Regions from separate parts of the Mus musculus genome. Here all the other regions are linked to region 1. The links are chromatin contacts, called in public Hi-C, HiChIP or PLAC-seq and promoter capture Hi-C maps. All regions are on one chromosome and are shown on one strand. Each heading gives the region's core, a stretch centred on a gene start, on an enhancer-like site or on the middle of the called end of the contact. The rest is flanking DNA. Distances are from core to core; before and after follow the strand shown. Region 1 holds the start of Zfp770 (zinc finger protein 770). Region 2 overlaps Spred1 (sprouty protein with EVH-1 domain 1, related sequence). Region 3 holds the start of Spred1 (sprouty protein with EVH-1 domain 1, related sequence). Region 4 overlaps Gm13990 (a long non-coding RNA gene). Region 5 has its middle 240 kb from the start of Gm13990.

The links. Promoter capture Hi-C pulls out the DNA fragments that hold promoters and counts their contacts. A called contact is a pair of places that touch in the nucleus more often than the background predicts. HiChIP or PLAC-seq counts read pairs in DNA pulled down with a chosen protein or histone mark.
Region 2: an H3K4me3 HiChIP or PLAC-seq map of pro-B cells shows a contact between it and region 1, with 11 times the contacts expected there. The contact joins the enhancer-like site here to the promoter of Zfp770 in region 1. A contact is called at or near these places in 3 of 39 promoter capture datasets (cranial neural crest, hippocampal neurons and liver) and 2 of 115 datasets of contacts at active chromatin or transcription factors (large pre-B cells and pro-B cells).
Region 3: a Hi-C map of B cells shows a contact between it and region 1, with 6 read pairs. The contact joins the promoter of Spred1 here to the promoter of Zfp770 in region 1. A contact is called at or near these places in 8 of 39 promoter capture datasets (the 3T3-L1 cell line, cranial neural crest, embryonic stem cells and 5 more), 1 of 484 Hi-C or Micro-C datasets (B cells) and 4 of 115 datasets of contacts at active chromatin or transcription factors (astrocytes, embryonic forebrain, embryonic stem cells and 1 more).
Region 4: a contact with region 1 is called in a promoter capture Hi-C map of second pharyngeal arch cranial neural crest. The contact joins the enhancer-like site here to the promoter of Zfp770 in region 1. A contact is called at or near these places in 11 of 39 promoter capture datasets (the 3T3-L1 cell line, 3T3-L1-derived adipocytes, cranial neural crest and 7 more), 4 of 115 datasets of contacts at active chromatin or transcription factors (embryonic stem cells, forebrain, pro-B cells and 1 more) and 2 of 9 other capture datasets (embryonic tail and embryonic trunk).
Region 5: an H3K4me3 HiChIP or PLAC-seq map of embryonic limb bud shows a contact between it and region 1, with 14 times the contacts expected there. The contact joins the enhancer-like site here to the promoter of Zfp770 in region 1. A contact is called at or near these places in 8 of 39 promoter capture datasets (the 3T3-L1 cell line, cranial neural crest, frontonasal cranial neural crest and 4 more) and 1 of 115 datasets of contacts at active chromatin or transcription factors (embryonic limb bud).

Annotation. Positions count from the first base shown.
Region 1 is chr2:114,200,161-114,202,704 of GRCm38.p6, reverse strand. It overlaps Zfp770 (zinc finger protein 770), which reads left to right and starts at 1,273. Exons shown (of 2, transcript NM_175466.4): 1 at 1,273-1,368.
Region 2 is chr2:117,168,001-117,170,544 of GRCm38.p6, reverse strand. All of the region lies in intron 4 of Spred1 (sprouty protein with EVH-1 domain 1, related sequence), which reads right to left. Among named protein-coding and RNA genes, the nearest start is that of Mir674, 16 kb to the left of the region's middle. Within about 2 kb of position 1,269, at least 4 of the 459 cell types and tissues checked have an H3K27ac peak or open chromatin away from gene starts, as enhancers often do. A contact at or near this core is called in pro-B cells, where this site is marked.
Region 3 is chr2:117,119,793-117,122,336 of GRCm38.p6, reverse strand. It overlaps Spred1 (sprouty protein with EVH-1 domain 1, related sequence), which reads right to left and starts at 1,266. Exons shown (of 7, transcript NM_033524.3): 1 at 581-1,266. The coding sequence starts at 612.
Region 4 is chr2:116,811,950-116,814,493 of GRCm38.p6, reverse strand. All of the region lies in intron 3 of Gm13990 (a long non-coding RNA gene), which reads left to right. Among named protein-coding and RNA genes, the nearest start is that of Gm13990, 65 kb to the left of the region's middle. Within about 2 kb of position 1,278, at least 15 of the 459 cell types and tissues checked have an H3K27ac peak or open chromatin away from gene starts, as enhancers often do. A contact at or near this core is called in second pharyngeal arch cranial neural crest, where this site is marked.
Region 5 is chr2:116,638,772-116,641,315 of GRCm38.p6, reverse strand. No RefSeq gene overlaps it. Among named protein-coding and RNA genes, the nearest start is that of Gm13990, 240 kb to the left of the region's middle. Within about 2 kb of position 1,270, at least 1 of the 459 cell types and tissues checked has an H3K27ac peak or open chromatin away from gene starts, as enhancers often do. A contact at or near this core is called in embryonic limb bud, where this site is marked.

The sequences.
Region 1 (2,544 bases), core at 24-2,523:
TACCTGAGAGTACAAGTTGATAAAGACTTAGCCCAGCTTCACTCAGCCACCTTCTTCCTACAAATTCAAGAAGACTCCTTAGCTGAAGTAGTCCTACAGAGTCAAAGGGCTCTAAATTTATTGTTCTTAAAAGAAGGGGGCTTATGTATGGCCCTTGGAGAGCAAGGTTGTTTATAAGTTAATCACTCTGGGGTAATCAGGGACACTCTGGTAAAAATTAGAAGTAACATCCTTGATAGGGAACAACAGAGAAAGAAAGAAAACAGAGCTGGTATGAATCCCTTTTGAATTGGTCCCCTGGGTTAACTTCACTCATCACAGCCTTGGTTGAGCACCCCCCCCCAGCCCCCGATGCTTATATTTTCTAATGATAAACTTTGAGTCCTGCATCATTAATGCCTTGATTTCCTTTATCAAGAACAGAATTTCCCCTGTTCAGTTGTTGGCCTCTAGACCTAGTCTATCAGCTTAAAGGTCAGTCAGCTCTGCTTTGTCTAGATAGCCTATATGTTGCAAATGTTGTAAATGCTGCAAATGCACCTATTCCATAGAAAAACTGGTTCTGATGCTTGCTCCCATCACAGATTTGTATTTGGAGTGTGCATTCAATAAATCATCCATTCCTTACTGAGATTGGTGTCTGAGTCGTTTGTGTGGCTATTCCTGGACCCTAATAAGGGTTCTATCATTTCACAAAGCTTTTGTATTTGGTATAATGTCGAGTATTTTACATGCATGTTGTCCAAAGACATCTTACATAAATCATCAAAGAAGACCCAAAATGCTGGGCAAAGAGTTTTCTATATTGTAAATGTCCAAAATACATAGAACTAGTGAAATCAGCAAGACCAGCCCCTGGCAGGACAATGGATAGGGCCCCTGAGAGAAGCTGATTCTGTATGCCTTCACCTCTTGGTCGTATTTACAGAAATATGAAATGCTGAGAACAGTCGTGATCTAGAATGTACCTAATACTGAGAGTTTTACCAACAGCCCTGAGCTTACAAAAAATTATGAATGGGCTTTGAACTCTAATCATGGATTCCAATAAGAGCTGGCGTTTTACAGTCCTTTCTGGGACTTCCACAATGAAGGGTCGGTAACAGTAGGGCAGAAAGTGCATGCATCCATTTAGAGTCTTCCTTTTTCTCTCCTTGGAAATTGCAGCACTGGGTGGATAAAAAGCAAGCAAGGGCCCAAAGATCGTGAGAGGATGTTTCCGGACGGACCACATTCAGAGCGCGCCTGAACGCCGCGCTTGCGCACTCAGCCAGTCGCCGCGCTGACCCTGCGGACGTGAGCTTGCCTGCCGTCTTGGCGAAACCCAGGCTCTGAGATGCGTCCCTGCCCGGCGTTTGCCAGCTCCGGGTGAGTGTGGAGGACCCCAGAAGCCTGCGTGCGAGATGGAACGAATCCCGGGGAGGGTCAGGCCTGCCCAAGTCCCGCCGAGGTTCCTGGGGATCCGAACAGGGTGCCACGACCTCGGCTCCTTGCATGTGCTTCGTCAGAGCGGTAAACTCAAAAGAGCTGAGCCCCGCGCCCCATCTCCTGGGGTCGAATCACTTATTTCCCATCTTTCACTCAGCTCTTCCCCTGCACCCCATCTTCTGGCTGCAGTCAGTGGAGCTTTCACCCTTGCCCTTCTTTTCTAGGCATGGGATATCACAGTCCCTGAACTCGGCTTGACCCCTGCAGACTCCTTACTTGCACAGCAGATGAGGCCAAACACATAGCTTCCGTCTAGGGAAAGGTGATGCATGGATGGTTCAAGGCCAAGAGAGTGGGCCATGGAGAGAAAAAGAAAAAAAAAAAAAAAAGAAAGAAAGAGGCGAAGACTGTTGTAAATGTTACCATAGATAATTCTCCAGTTGGAACTCTTAAGTTTCTCTACGGTGTTTTATTTCTTTCTTGTAATTTATTTTGTATTTTGTGATTTTCTTTTAAAGAGGTATTTGCAAAGACAGTGCTACTTTCAACCTTGAAACAACATTGGATTTTATCGATGTCAGTTTTTATAGTTACTTGGCTTAACGTTGTGTGAGCTCCTATCATGTTATAATGTCTGGATAGTCATTGAGGCACATCCATTGGTTTGTCATGTTTCACTTTAACGTGAAAATTAGCTTTTGTGTATTTTTTAAAAAGTTTAAAAAGCCAATGGGGGAAAAAAGATCAGGTGAATGGGATTTAAACCTCTAAGTCCACAGGGGGGATTGTGCTTGGAGTGTGGAAATCCCTGACCTTTTACTTATAAATAGGAAGTGAGATCACCACTTGCCACAAATGATTCTGACAAGGTAGGGTTCGCAGTAAGTGCGTATCCAATCCTAATACTAGTGATAGCTACTTGACCGCAGACCCTTTTGAGTACAGGAGCTAGAGGTAGCCAGTGCCTGTTGTTTATAATCATATAGTTGCCTTGTGTTGTTTTAGTGCGAGACTTTTTGTTTTTTTGAGAGAGGGTGGTAGTCTGTAGAATCAGTAAGTGGAAGGAGAAGTATACAAAAAGATTGGAGAAGTTCTTGAGTTCCCCACACTCAAACC
Region 2 (2,544 bases), core at 20-2,519, 3.0 Mb before region 1:
AAATAACTGTAACATTTAAGTGAAAAGTAGTCATCACACCAGGAATCAAGCAATTAAAGTTTAAAATATATAGGATCTACTGCCAAGTAAAGCCAATTATGTCAAAACCAGCTATCTTATATTGTGACCTCTTTCCTAACAGTTGCCCCAGAATGACAACTAATGTTAAATCATTGAAAGGAAGTTGGCTAAATACTGTTACTCAGTACACATTTTAAAAACTGGAAAGAGAAAAAGGAGAGGAGAGGAGAGGAGGGGAGGGGAGGGGAGGGGAGGAGAAACAGAAACTTGCTTATTTGTTTAAGAATTTTTAAAACTACCTACCCCATACAAACGAAATATAAGACAATGTAAAAACCAAACGGTTAAGAGAAAGGACCTTGGAGGTTTTGATTCACTTTTTAAAAATAGGATATAAAATTAATATGACCAACTTTTTACTATAAACTGGTTATAATATCAGCCTTAGAGCTAGATGGGATACTTATAAATTCTTAACCATGAGTTGGAGCAGCAATAGTAATTATATGATAACTTTATCTTTAGTGATATCAAGTTTTTTGATTAGGTTGTCTTTTACTGAAGTACAGCCTAATTGAGAAGTCAATTAAGAATTCTAAATTAATGTTGGGTACTAGCCCTTGTATAGCCAGGCAATGTCCTGGGTTCTATCCCCAGCACCGTAAGGAAGCAACAAAATGTTTCTTCCAAAACAGTTAAGTCTTATGTAAATTTTATATGCAAACAAACACAGATCAGTTATATTGTCTAAGCTTGCTATGATGACCTGGGTAGAATTCTGTATTTCTGTTCTGTGAAGTTGAGCAATAATTTGTAAGTATATACCTAAATGGGTCTCAGACATTAAAAACCCAAAGTCTCATTTGGATATGAGAAATGACCCAACAAGTGTTTGAAAGTGCTATGCATACAATGTATAACAAAGTATGTATTACTTATATATTATAAAAAGTCAAACTAACATTTTATACAATGTTGAACCAGATGAGCCAGTTTGATAATTTTTGTTAATTTCTTTCATAAATTATTAAGATTATGCTTTTCCCCCTTAGTTCTGGCATATAATCATAATGTTAAATATACTCTACCAGTGAACTAGTCACTGTTATTTTAAATAATATATCTTTTTTTATACACCCTGGTCTGATGTTCCCAATTGAGTAAGATTAAGTCTTTATGTACATAAAATGACTTTCTAAACAGTGAGCCTTTCCAGCCACTACTTTCCAGTCTACTTCCTCTTCTCATTACTCACCGTGTGACTGAAAGCACCCCCCACACCCCTCCCCATCTCCTGTATCCTTCCTGCCTATTAGACTTTAATGTGGATTCAAGCTGATCTTCTTTCAGACTTTGTCCATCATTTCTCATAAAGACTGGGTTTTATCTCAATGCTCTACGTAAAGTCCCAAGTGCCAAGGCTGTAAGAGACTGGCACACACTAAGTGGGGAGGGTAAGAATCAGAACCCCAGACGCTTTGCTAAGGTTAAGTAACTGCGGGCTCCTAGGGACGCACTGGGAAAGAAACAACTGTTCACAACGTTCAACTTTATCTTAAAAGCACTGCTCAAGAATTTCATCCTTGAAGTTATCACAAATCAATTTTTTAAATACGTGGCTAGATGATATCCAATAAGGCAAAACTTTAATTATAAGTATACATAAATATATATAAACTATAGTAGTCAAAAACTGTATAAAGTACAAAAAAAATTCCTAATTTTTTCAACTTAACGTAATCACACACATTCCCATGTTCCTAGTGCCCATTCAGTTTAGATATGGCCACAATCAACTCCTACTCTGTTTAACAGATCTCCTCAGGTGCTTTTTATGATTAGAAATAAAGTAGATTCCGCACGTGCACTCCAGGGTCTAACTAAATATGTAGCCCTGGTATTCTGGAACTCACCATGTCATCTAGGCTGTCATGGAGATCTGTCAGTATGTAGGCCTGAGATTAAGAGTATGTGCTGCCATGTTTCCCTCAAGAATTTTATCTAGAAACACCACTAGCATAGATTATTCTACTTAAGCAACCTTAATATAGCAATTATGATGAAACAGTAAGGAGGGAAAATAAAATGTCAAGACATAATATCTGTTGAAAAATAACACTACAGAAAAGTCAGTCCATGTCCTGGCTTACATTAACAAAATATTCCAATGTAAAGTTAATTTGGCATAAAGGTACTTTTAAGTTTGCAGAGATTGTTTACTGTTCCTAGATCTATTTTTTAGATAATAAGCAATAGTTATATAGTTCTTGCTATCTACATAAATCTTCATATAACCCTTTTTGACAACCCTATTTATTTCTAAGATTCTAGCCCAAGATTACACTTTACTTTAACTTGAATAAAGGGCTGGAGAGATAGCCCAGTGGTTAAAAGCACTGGTACTCTTTCAGAGGACCTGGGTTCAATTCCTGGCACCTCCATGGCAGCTCACCATTGTAACTCCAGTTCTAGTTGATCTGACACCCTCACAGACATACATGCAAGCAAAACACCAATATACTT
Region 3 (2,544 bases), core at 17-2,516, 2.9 Mb before region 1:
TAAAAAAATAATAATAAAAAAACACAATAGCTCAACATCGCCCACACTCCAGGTGTCCTTAATCCTATTTAATTCTTAAAATGTTTCCCTAACCCTATCTTTTTACTAGAATAGTATAGGTCATAAGTTTAAAAAGTGGGGCGGGGGGCGAAGGCTTAATCGGTATTTAGGAGTCACTGAGTCATCGAATTAGGATTCAAGAGCAGTTTGCGGCTGGAGGTGCTCCCACACATTAGTTTCCGAGCGAAATAGCTGTAGAGGCAGGGTGGCTGGATGTTCAAGGTGTTTGGGGAGGGGGGGCGGGTTTGACGCCGGAGTGAAGGGCAGGCAAAGGGTAGTTTCTACTCCACTTTGAGCTACCCACATTATTACTCTGTCTCGGAGACGTCCGACTGCTACGCCGCCTCTGCACTGCACTCGATACCCTTCCCCAAGCAGAGAGGCGAAAATGCACGAATGAAAAGGGGTGCTGCCATTAAAGAAAATGGCCCGACACATCGGGCATCTATCACCTCCCGGGCGGGACGGGCTGGGGGGAGGGGGCTGCCCCCCGGGCTCAACCAGGCCAGGGCTCGCTTACTCGTTGTCAGAAGTCGCCGTCTCCTCGCTCATCTTTCCCTCACCGTGATCCGATCAGGAGATGGAGGAGCAACAGCAGGCAGGGAAGCAGCGGCAGCGGCGGCACCGAGGGGCGGCGGGCGACGACGGCCGGCGGGGCGCGCGGGCAGCGGCTCGGGGGCCTCACCATGGTGGATGCCTCACTCGGAGCGGTGCCCCGCGAGCCGGGCAGCCCGGCCACCCCCGCAGGGGGGCGGCGGCAGCAAGCGCGGCCGTGGCGACCCCAGCGGTTTGCCGCGCCGAGGTCGAGTGCGAAGCCGAGACGGCGCGGGCGACTGCGGGCGCTGAGGGGGACGCGGCCGGTGGCTGAGGCGGTGCTGCTCTCAGGGGCGCGGCGACGGGCGGGCGGCGGGAGCCGGCGGGGGGCAGCCGAGCGCTGGCTGCGGGAGGCGGCGCGGTCCCGCCGAGGTGCCGCGCACCATCTCCCGCCTGGCCGCCGGCTGCCCGCGCGGCGCGCCTGGTCGGCCCTCAGGGGCTGCCTCGGACGCGCTCCAGCTGAGGGGCCGCAGGCAGGGCGCGAGGCGAGCGTCGGAGCCCGAGGGCACAGTGCCGAGCGGCGGCGACGAGGGCCGAGATCAGCGCTGCTCGGCGGCCCGCTCCTCACGCCCGCGAGAGGGGAGCCGCGAGGGGGGCGGCGGAAGCGCTCACGCCGCCCGCTCCTTCCGCCGCTCGAACCGGGGGCGCCCGCGGGAGAGGCAGGCGAAGTAGTCCCTCGCGACTTCTGGGCCGCCGGGGCTCGCGCGGGTGCGGCTGGGCGGACGTGGGGCGCGGCTGCAAGCCGGAGGCGCGGGGCCTCTGAGGGGTCGGGGGGAAACCTAAAAGCCGCGGCCCGCAGTCGAATCACTGCAGCTCTGGATCGTGGGCAGCATAACAAGTTTCAGGAAAGTAGTTCCCTCCTCCCCTCGCTTCCCAAATCGTCGGGCAGCGGGAGCGGGGCGAGGAGGGTGGCGGAGGGATATGTCGCTGCACTGCATCGCGCGCGTGTGCGTGCGCGCGCTCCAAACTCTTGGCACGCCGAGGAAAGGGGGCGGGGGTGGGAGCTGTGAGCCGAGCTGCTCCGGGACTGGCATTGTTGCGACGCTCAAGTCCCCGTTACTCGGCCTGGGATATCCGGGTTGCCGGGACAAGCGGGCAGCACACCGTGTGCTCGGGGAAGAAATCGGGAGGCCACTCCGTACTGCTCAGTGCGCGTGCACGCGCGCGCGTGTGTTGTGTTTTTCTTGCAAAGAATGGAACTGGCATGAGTTCATCTCTTAGTGGGGGTTACAGGCCAGGACTGCAAAGCGAGCTCCTCCTGCTGTCCCTCTAGTTGCATTGCTGCAGTTCCCTTGCTTCTTGCACAAGGGTAGTTGTGTGCGTGTGATGTGTGTGTGTGTGTGTGTGTGTGTGTGTGTGTGTGTGTGTGTGTGTGTGTGTGTGTGTAGAAAGAGTTGGTTTCAATACCTCGCAGCGCGATCCTCACTGCGCAAACAGCATGCAATGCTGGGCATTCATCTCTGGAAGCACGAGTGCTTGTTAATGGAGAACGGCTTCCATTGAAGCCCGGGGTAGGCGGGTTACATGAATCTGGCGCATCCAGCAGCACAGGAAATAACTCCCGCTGCGAGCGAGGTTGCATAACTATAGCGCAGGAGAAGCCTGTGTGGCACGAACTTTGGCGAACAGAGGCGGAACGGTTGTTGGATAGGCAGCTGTCACGTTTGCATTGTCAGAGGACAATGTATGCAATCATCCCAAAAGATCTTTTTTGCACAAGAACCTTCTAAGGTTGAGGGCTGGAGCCTGGGATCTTTGTGACCGGAGGGCTAGGAACTCCTAGCTCTATAAATTCTATTATCTTGTCTCTAAGAAGTCAGCTTATACACAAGATGGCCTGGGGGACTGACTCCCTAGCGCTCCTAAGTTCCTGTGGCGTCTCCCTAGGCG
Region 4 (2,544 bases), core at 29-2,528, 2.6 Mb before region 1:
ACAGCCCCACAGAATGTAAGACATCTGCTTTGTTTGAAGCAAAAAGAAAGACATAGGGGGTTTGGGGGGCATGGGGGGTGTGGTGTGGGGAGTGTGGTGTAGGGGATGGGGGTGGGGGTGGGGGTGGGGCTGGGCATTTAGTTGTGACCTGCTCCAGCACTGAGCAACTTAGTAGTTAACTAGGAGTTTAATTGTGTCCCAGAAAGACCACTGCCTAGAGTCTGGCTTAGAGGCTGATGAGGACACAGGCCAAAGCTGAAATGTCACACCAGAGAGATCAGTCGAGGCAGGCAGTGGCGTGGACACTCATAACTGGGGCAGAGAGATCACAGGGTCAACTGTTTCTCGTCTAGCAATCACAAGCCTGTGCACAGGAAATTCGGAATGGAGAAGAAAAAGAAAGTAGACCTAAAAGTTAAAAACATCCAGCACCAAATTTTATAGAATCACCCTTCACTCAGAGTTTGTCATTCTGTTATTAACTTCAGATACCCTTAAATACTGACTTATAAAAACAAATCATATAGCAAACCTTTGGTCATTTCTCATGGTGTCAGAAGAATAAATTCACCTGTAAAATTTCCATTTACGGGCATCGGTGATTCAGTTTCACGTTGACTTGCTCTAGAGCCGTAATAACATTGCTCTTTGGTTGTTTGATTGTAGTTTTGGCTAGTGTTACACATGTTTAGTCTCAAACAGAGGGGTTTATTTGTTTAAAGCTGCCTTCTCTCTGTGTGAGTTTACTTGTTTGCTCACTGGCCCAAGTGAGCACCCCTCTCTGGGGATTCCTGTCCCACGAGTGTGTAACAGAGTCCAGATGCAGCGTGAGAGTGTGCTGTTTGACAAACAAAACCAAACCCTGGAACTGCCTGTGAGTTGTTGATAAATCTTTCCATCGGAATTACACTTGTCTAAGTAGCAAAGATGCAACATTCGCTTCCCATTCGGTATTTGAACGTGCAGAAGGCAGGTTTAATTGCTCCCCACAGGCAGGAATTTGGCAGAGGGAAAGCAGATTATTTTAATCGTTCTGTCTAGCTATATTTTAAAGCGACCCCAGCTACAGTGCCTGCACATTTGTGTTGGCATTAATAGAACAAAAATGTGTATTGGACTTGAAAGGTGTTTTGATAGTAAGTAAACATATTTATTTTCCACCTGATTCTCCTCCGTGGCTGTACTTGCTCTGCCAAAAAGGCAGCTGAGGGGGCGGGGCCAGCAGCAGGGCCCATTAGGAACCAAAGCTTCATTTTCAGGTTTTGAGTGCAGGGTCAGTTTAACTAAGCACCACCCACGGCATCCAATAACAGAGGTTTTGGTTTGTAAGCCGCAGAACAGCTGCTAGTGAGCTAACAAACCAGAGGCCTTCCTTTAACATTTCATTTCCTCTTTGGAAAAAAAAAGTGATTCATTTTATATGCTCATCATTACACACACACACACACACAGACACACACACACACACACACACACACACACACAATTTAATTGATTCTCTGTATAGGCAAAACGTGTTAAGAAGGTGTAGTACAAGATGTCCTGAACACCAGCGTATGGCAGTTCATGTTTATTTATAAACGAAGTCAAGAACAGTTGAATAGAAAAACTTTTGAATCCTCTCGGTGTACCACTTCTGATCCCTCCTATAAACTGGGGGAAGCCGTCTGTCTCTCACTTAGCTTGAGACACTGTTTAAGCCTACTTGGGATATCCTTCCCTTGGACACTGACTGTTTTTTGGTTTGTTCTTTTCCTCCCAGCAGATAGACATTGTTCCCAGATAGTATGCTGGAGACACAGCTCTTTCTCAGGTTTGCCTTGCCTTAAAATTAAATGGGATGTCCCAGTGGGCAGACTGTGAGAAAATGGAGATCCCTCTCTGTGTTTCTTCTTACAGGCTAAGGAGACATCTCCATTTCCAGCATTCCCCCCAGTGAGCACATCTGCTTTAGCCAGTGTTGTCCTCAGCTAGGTCAATTGGCTTGGGGGTGGGTGGGGGTAGTGGGGGTTGTGGGGGTGGGGTAAATGACCTGGCTGAGGTCATTCCTTTCCCAAAGTGATACAACATTCATTAGTTTGCACAAGTGTTGAAACTGCTTAGTGGTTCAGGACCTCAAGAAACAAAGTTTGCTGCCTTCTCAAGAAATGAATCATGTATCCAAATAGAGATACTAGAGCCTGTTGTGTGAGCAGGGGTGGGGAGCAGAGTAAGCCAGCTGCCAGGCCAGGTGAGAAAGCAGACTCTTAGGGAGGGAAGGAGAGGGAGAGAGGGAGAGAGGGAGAGAGGGAGAGAGGGAGAGAGAGAGGATTTTCTATCAATTTAAAGAACTCCCCCCAATTATTTCTCAGTAAAGAATATTTCCCTAATGTTGAACAGGGTACCCTCTATTACCACGTTTATCATAGCAAAGTGTGAGACTGCGTGAGTGGTGGGTGTTTTGTTGTGACATCTGAACTATTTGTAAATATTGTTCACAGCTTTCTTAGCATATTTTAGCGAGGCAACATTTCAGCAAAGTATAATTTATTGCACATGATATAG
Region 5 (2,544 bases), core at 21-2,520, 2.4 Mb before region 1:
TGATATAAAGAGAGACAGCAAAGCAGATGAGAGCTCTGCTCTTTCTGGAGTCAGTTTACTTAGACCAAGGTCTGGTCTTGCCACTACTTCATTATGTGACCGTGGGAGAGACATTTAGGCTTTCCACAGACTGGTATATTCATCTGTAAGTCAATTATGAATTCTTACCTCACAAGGTTGTTGTGTGGACCAAATGAAATGGAGTGTCTAGTTAGCTCAGTTCCATATTCACAGGAAACACATAAATATTCACTACTTCATAAAGCACATAAGATGACTTTCCCACAACTTGAGAGTATTAATGCCTTGTTAGAAAGGGCATCACCCATTTTTCTCAAATGGATAATGTTGCTGGTTTAGATGGCACTGTGCAAAAATCTGAAGTTAATTCTCTGGGAAGATAGACCTTTGGTTTGGTGTCACTTTAAAAAAACCCTCTTAAAATGTCTACATTATTACTTAGACATGTTTTCACTAAGAGTTCCTTAATAAGAATGAAATTTGTATATTTTCACTACATCTTCAGTGAACTATGAAGAAAGGTAGCCTGGTCTTTGGTTGAGCTAAGGCTAGAAGCCCTGGAGACCCTGAAGGGACCAAGCCCCTGTCACTAGATGCAGTCTCACACACCTGTTCTCTTAGAAAATTCTGAAATTCTATTCTTTTCTATCTTGTTCTGCCCATTCTGTTTTAATCTGTCTGGTGTCTGTGTCCTGCTAAGTCCTGGAGTCACGCTACTGTAAGCACTGAGGGACTGACATTGTCATTGACTAAGGATCTTGAAACTCTCAGAGGCAAGCATGTCAACAAACAGCAGTCACCAATCGACCATTGCACTTGCACACAAACAAACACAAATAGAAAACATGCTACAAACCCTCCATTTTTATAAGCTTTAGGAACCTGTCTGATTCGCTCTGTTATTGCCCACACACTTTAAAAGTCATGTATTATTTCCTGGCAAGCATTTGAAACTAGAGAGGACTGCACTATGGAGGGCGGAATGAGGCTGGAGAAATTGGCTCCAGATTGTATTTATTTCTTATTATGGAGCTCAGCATCTTTATGTTCCCTCATCAACAAAAAGACCCCCCCCACACACACACACACACTTGGTGCTCTCTGTTTATATTCACCTGCTACTCAATTAACACCCCATCAAAATGCATACTTGCTGGGGTTTATTGTCGGACCACTGCATCGCAGCCTTTAACCCTCTCTCTCACCTACATTACACATGGAGTTAGACACAGTCCCCTGACTGTGCTTAGAAAACATGGCTTTTCATTTGGTGTTTGTGTAAAGTTTTTCTTGGGCGTATTACTCTGGGTGTTCATAATGCTGTAACTGAATCTCCGTGTGTCTGACATTTATTACCTTCCAAAGGACTGTAAAACTCACTTTTCTCTTTTAACTGTGACTGCTGACATGCTACATAAAATAAACTTTAAATATTACCTATAAATTAATTAGCATTTTTCTTGTATTAGGAAAAGCCAGTGAAGACTTAGCAACCTTGACCTGGTATATTTAGAAAGCTTAATTGGACTGCATGCTAATCACAGAGAAGTAATTCTTACTCAGTTTTCATTTTCATTCCTTGTGCTTATGTTTATATTAACCAAGTAAAAGATATTATAAACTAAAAGATTTATAGAAAGTTAACTATAATAAATTTCAAGAACAAAACTTGCAACTCCCACTTCAAAATTATTTCGCTGATTCTGTACTTCCAATTTTTTTTTGTTTTTCTTAAATATGTAAATTTCTATTAACTCTTTGTGTGTTTGCATGTGATTCTGGGTATTAAACCTCACACATCCCAGAAAACACTGCCCTTAACCACATTCCCAGCCCCCATCCATTCTTATACATAAATACTATACACTATAGTATATAAATATTTATAAGTATTTTGCTTTTATATATAAATCATGATTTTGTGGATATAGTAAAATGCGTTGTAATATATGTATTTTGGTTAAAGAGAATATGTATTAATCACATTTTGTATCCTGTTTTCAGTTCTTATATTCTAGGTGATGGCTAGTTTTATGTCAACTTGATGCAAGTGAGAGTCAGTTTGAAAGAGGGAACCTTACCAGATTGACCTGTGGGTAAAACTGTGTGTGACTCCCCCCTCACATTTCTATTTCTTTTTATGAAGGTTTGAATAAGAGTGATCCATAGAAGGACTAAAGTAACCACACTTTGGTCTTCCTTCTTCTTGAACATCATGTGGTCTGTGAATTGTATCTTGGATATTCTGAGTTTCTGGGCTAATATCCACTTACCACTGAGTATATACCACGTGTGTTCTTTTATGATTGGGTTACCTCACTCAGGATGATATTTTCTAGTTCCATTCATTTGCCTAAGAATTTCATAAATTCATTGTCTTTAATAGCTGAGTAGCACTCCATTGTGTAAATGTACCACATTTTCTGTATCCATTCATCTGTTGAGGGACATCTGGGTTCTTTCAAGCTTCTGGCTAGTATGAATAAGGCTGCTATGAACATAGTGGAGCATGTGACCTTATTA